Regions from separate parts of the Urocitellus parryii genome. Here region 2 is linked to region 1. Evidence: chromatin contacts called from public Hi-C data. All regions are on one chromosome and are shown on one strand. Each heading gives the region's core, a stretch centred on a gene start, on an enhancer-like site or on the middle of the called end of the contact. The rest is flanking DNA. Distances are from core to core; before and after follow the strand shown. Region 1 holds the start of Cenpm (centromere protein M). Region 2 holds the start of Snu13 (small nuclear ribonucleoprotein 13).

What was found. Hi-C and Micro-C count contacts between places; a contact is called where the count stands out from the background.
Region 2: a Hi-C map of muscle shows a contact between it and region 1, with 5 times the contacts expected there. The contact joins the promoter of Snu13 here to the promoter of Cenpm in region 1. A contact is called at or near these places in 2 of 2 Hi-C or Micro-C datasets (liver and muscle).

The regions. Positions count from the first base shown.
Region 1 is chr5:7,100,224-7,102,923 of mUroPar1.hap1, forward strand. It overlaps Cenpm (centromere protein M), which reads left to right and starts at 1,408. Exons shown (of 6, transcript XM_026405957.2): 1 at 1,408-1,452; 2 at 1,689-1,768. The coding sequence starts at 1,734.
Region 2 is chr5:7,311,886-7,314,585 of mUroPar1.hap1, forward strand. Snu13 (small nuclear ribonucleoprotein 13) reads left to right here and starts at 1,442. Exons shown (of 4, transcript XM_026405936.2): 1 at 1,442-1,540. The coding sequence starts at 1,538.

The DNA.
Region 1 (2,700 bases), core at 158-2,657:
AAGGCCTTTCTGTTAAGATTAAATTGAAGCAGAAATATAAATAAAATAAGGCTGAGAGGCAAACCATGTGACTACTGGGGAGAAGGGCATTTCAGCCAAAAGGAACAGCAGAGACAATAGTCCTGAGGTAGGAGGTGACCTGGAATGTTTGAGGAACGGCATAGTGACTGGTGTGGTTGGGAAGACGTGTTGGAAGGAAAAGAGCAGAAGATGAGATCAGGGAGATTGTCAGGGACCAGAACACAATGGGCCTGGGAGGTCATTTCAGGAGTTGGCAGCACCAAGTGAGATGCCTACCATTGGGGCAAGGTTTGATCAGTGATCTGTCCATTTTAAAAGGGTGACTGCAGCTTGGAGAACAGATGGCAGCCCTGGGGATCTGAGTGAAAGCAGAATGCCTGTGAGAACGTGTTACAACAGTCCCAGCACAGACGACGGATGAGTGACTCCGTGCTGGTCATGGCAGAAGAAGTATTGAGAAGTGGTCAATTTCAGATATATTTTAAGATTAGAATCAAAAAAATTGTTTTCGGATTGAACAAGGGGAGTGAAGAAGAGTCAAGAGTGACCCCTAGCTTTAGTTCTGAGCAACCACAGGAACGGAGTCAGCTGAGATGGAAAAGGCATAGGAGGAGCAGGTCTGGAAGGAGTCAAGAGTGCCTTCAACAAGCACGAATGAACAAAAGTGAACAAAAGGCCTGTCCAGAGCCTTAGATACCTGGGACCAAAGAGGGACCCTTAGAAAAGAAGGTAGCGCGCCAGTAACCCCAGCGGATGGCGAGTTCAAAGCCAGCCTCAGCAAAAGCGAGATGCTAAGCGACTCAGTGAGACCCTGTCATTAAATAAAATACAAAATAGGGCTGGGGATGTGGCTCAGTGGTCGAGTGCCCCTAAATTCAATCCTAGGTACCAAAAAAAAAAAAAAAAAAAAAGGAGGTAGTGGTTCCTTTAAGAATGCCCCGCCCCTCCCCGCGAAGCCCCGCCCAGAGAGGACCACGTGTTTCCCCGCCACGAATTAACGGAGAATCTCAGCACGTTTTGAAAGTTCCGCGCGCAAAGCGAAAAGGGCATTTCGGCTGCGATCGAGATGTCGGTGTTAAGGCCTCTGGACAAGCTGCCCGGCCTAAACATGGCCACCGTCTTGGTAGGTGTCGGCGAGGGGGACTCGCCCACCCGTTTCCCTACTGGGCCTTCCTCCCGTGACTGCCGGGAGCCCCCTGGCTTCTGCGCTCTCTGATCCGGGCGCGCGGTATTCCTCGCTGTAGGCGGGAAAGCAGTGCTCTGAGCCAATCGGAGTAGCCGCTCTCCGAGACTGAGGGACACCTGGACCAATCGATGCGCGGCGTAGTCTTTCCCAGCTTATGATTGGTGGGGCGGGTGGGCGGGTACCCGGACGCCGGGTAGAGCCCCTTGCTGGTTCTTGCTTTCACTCAACCTAGGCTCTGGCCTCAGGTAGAGGTCCGGCGGTCGGAGGGACTGTGGGAGTGGGCAGTAGGTGCGGTGCCCACAGACCTGGAGCTGGCCTAAATTTCAGACCCCTTGCAGGGACCCATCTCTTAGGAAATGGTCCCCTCCGAGCTACCTTCGGGCTGTGGCCTGATCCCCCAGGGAGGGGTTCACCGAGCCGGGTTCAGCGGAGGAATTGTCCTGCCCAGGTCTCACCCCGATTGCTTTCTCTCCCTGGGCAGCTGGTGGGCTCGGAGGATGCTCTCCTGCAACAGCTGGCGGACTCGATGCTCAAAGAGGACTGCGCGTCTGAGCTAAGGGTGTAAGTAGCTGAGGCTCTGCGGAAGCTCTGGCTGGGAAAGAGGGAGAGGAAAGGGAGCCTCGGAGGGGGCTCCCAGCCGCCTGTAGTCCTCATTGAGCCTGCCTTCCTCCCGAAGCTGGCTCCTCACGTCTTTACCTCGCTTGTTCACACCTTGCACAGGACCCACTTGAGCACCCCGTCCATCACTCTCTGTCGCAACACTTGTTGCTTTGCTCTTAGTACCTGTCAACATAAAGGATCTCCTGGCCACCTGTTGGTTCACTTGTCTGCCACCCCCATGGACCTTGAGCAGCAACTTGCACGGAGTAGATGCTCAATTAATAATTGCTGAATTAATCGGGTTAATTCAAGTTTCAAGAAAGATTTCCAGGGCGCGGTTGTGCACACCTGTAATCCCAGCCAATCTGGAGGCTGAAGCGGGAGAATCCAAAGCTAAACACCAGTCTGAGCAACTTAGAACCTGTCTCAAATTTTAAAATTTTTTAATAAAGGGAAGAAGATGTAGTTCAGTGGATTCAATCCCTAGGAGGGAGGGAGGGAGGGAGGAAGGAAGGAAGAAAATTTTGAAGGGTAGGGAATGCTACAAATTATGAGGGTAGTGAAATAGAAGGTAAGAAGCTGAACCATAAAATTATCTTCTCCAAAAAAACCTAATGAAATGAATTGAAAATTAGCAAAAATGAGCAAACTTAACAGGCTGAAAATTGTCATGTTTTGTCTGCTAACCCTGCTACTCCCACAACAAAATTATCAAAATTCTTTAGTACCCCAAGTTTGGAGAAAAGGTTACTAAAGAAATTCATTTTTGTTTCCTTTTTCTAACTGGAAGGAAGCAGAAACAGCTGCTGTTTACATCAAGTGACTGAAAATGTGTGTCATTCTCCCTGATAGAAAGATAAGGCCCAGTGATCTGTGTTGAAGGAAAATGGTTC
Region 2 (2,700 bases), core at 192-2,691, 210 kb after region 1:
GTCAAAAATCCCAGGGTCCAGTTTTGGTTCTGCCATTGACTCACTCTGTGACCATAGGCAAGCTTCCTTTCCTGAACCTCAGTTTTCCTATCTGTAAAGATAATGTTGTGTTGCATGATTTCTAAGGGTCTTGCCAGTTCTCAACTCCTACATTTCCAAAGGAATTAACTGGAATTAGTCCCAATTAGTCTAGTTTTGACTAATGATCCCAAGACCTGTGGAGGCAGGTTGGAGAGAGATGAGTATGGACATAAACATCAAGGAGGACCTGCCTGTATTAATAGAGATCTAGATCACCACGGAGCACAGAGCAAGATGCTAACCAGAAGGAAAGTCCAAGTCAGGTCAGCAAATAACTACAAAGAACCTGACAGTAATGCAACCCTTACCCACCAACCCCAAACTTGCTTTTCTTCCTGATTCTAACTCCATTCCTCACCATAAACTTTCACAAGGGATATCTGACGATGAAGATAACATTTAGGATTACCTATAATTATCTTCCCTCGCCAGTGTGGAGTAGTGGGAAGGATGCTTTTAAAAGAATAGGCATGGAGCTGGGGTTGTGGCTCAGTGGTAAAGCGCTTGCCTTGCAAATTTGGGGCCCTGGGTTCCATCAGCAGCATCACATAAAAATAAATAAAAACAAAATAAAGACATTGTGTCCATCTATAACTAAAAAAAAATTAAATTAAAAAAATAGGAACTCAATAAAAAAAAAAGTAGTACTGGTGGGGCTGGGGTTGTGGGCACTGGATCCGTTCCCTGGCACCACATAAAAATAAGCAAATAAAATAAAGGTGTGTCCATCTTTCAACTAAAAAAAATATTTTTTAAAAAATGTACTGGCAAGGTGGGCATGGTGGCAGCTTCCAGTGCCACAGACATGCTTTGACCTCGCCTATAATCCCAGCGACCCAGAAGGCTGAAGCAGGAGGCAAGTTCGAGGCCAGCCTGGGCAACTCAACGAGTCCCTAAGCCACTTAGTGAGACCTTGTCTCAAAATAAAATAAAAAAATAAAATAAAATAGATGCTGTGGTTGTAACTCGGTGGTGGAGCGCTTGCCTAGAATGCGTGAGGCACTGGATTCGATCCTCAGCACCACATAAAAACCAGTAAATAAAATAAAGGTATTGTATCCATCCACAATTAAAAATATATCGTTTTTAAATTTTTTTTTAAATAAATGAAGTGCACTGGGTTCAATGCCCAGCACCAAAAAAGTAAAATGAACTGGCGATAGGATGATGACATCACTGAAACCCTTCGTCTCGCGCGCTACTTTCTGAATATCTGATTGAGTTTCTATCAACATTTATAGTAGACGGCTAATAAAGACAGCAAAACATAACCCCTCTCCAGACCCACGTGGTTTTCACCAAGGCGCCTTTTAGCGGCGAGGTCCGCCGGTCGTGGTGACATCACTTCCGCTTCCTGCCGCACGCGCGGCCATTTCCGCTCCTCCGTCCGTTCGGCTTTCCGACTCCGCCGACTTCGGCTGCTGTTGGAGAGCGGCGAGCCAACGGGACCGCAGCCATGGTGAGTGCGTGAGCCGGGCCTCGGGACCCGGAAGCGGGGTGCGCGGGCTTCGCGGGCTTCGGGTCGCTCGCCGCCCTGTGGGGGCTTAGGACAAGCGCGGTCTCAGCCGCCAGTCGCCGGCTGCCCGGCCCGGAGTTGGAGCGCTGGCCGCCGCGGGGGTCCCAACAGTCGGCCCCAGGTCCCAACTCGGGAAACCGCAGGAGCCCGGCCATTGCATTAGTCTTTGTGCGTGGCCGAAGGCCTGCGGTGAGCAGAGGAGAGGGCCTGACCCTACCTGGGGGAGAGATCAGCCCACGTGGGCGATATGGTGGAAAATTGATGATTCTTTCGTTTCTCTTACTTTTTGTTTATTTACCCTTGCGAGGGTAATTCGGATCAGCCTCTCCTGTCCCACCCTGTTCCTGGTATTCAGGACGGGGAGCTCTCCGTGGGTCTGCACCTAGTGGCGATTCAGCACGTGCCAGGGAGCGTTTGCTGGCCTTGGGGAATGTGGAGTGGTCTGGAGCACAGGAATAGCTCTTCTTGCGAAACCGTGATCTCAGAAATCCAAGGTGGTGCTTAGTAGCACTGCATGCGGCAGTTAGCATTTGTCTCCAACTTGTAGTCATCTACCGAAAGTTCCAATTATTGTGTCATGATGGAGTTACTTTGGGTTGGCTCTTGGTAAGAAGGGAAGACTTTTGCAAAGAACTTATATTTTATAGTGAGGTTTTAATCCTACCAAGTTTGGACCCCTTTGGAATTACCTTTTGATTTTTGCTCCCACCCTGCGCTATATAAAGACAGTATATGGCAGAGTCTAGAACTTGAAGCTTCTAAACCAGTACCCCTTTTAACAACGTTCAGTGAAAAGTTTTGGAAGCTCCTGGTTTCAGGTTGAACTTTGTTGTATTTTCTCTTGGCCATAAAATGAGCATAACAGTGCATGAGTGTAGCGATGGGCAAAAGATGCAACTTATGCAGTCCAGGGGGAGCAATATAGAATGTCCATGTGCTTCTGCCCTTTCCAATGCTTAAGTCACTCAATACAATTTCATTCTATAGGTTCTTAATCAAGAAAAACAACAATTCTTAATGCTAAGCACTCCAATAGACATAATCAACTCGCAGCAAACAACTCTAGATTAATTAATTCACAGCAAACAAGATTAATTAATTCT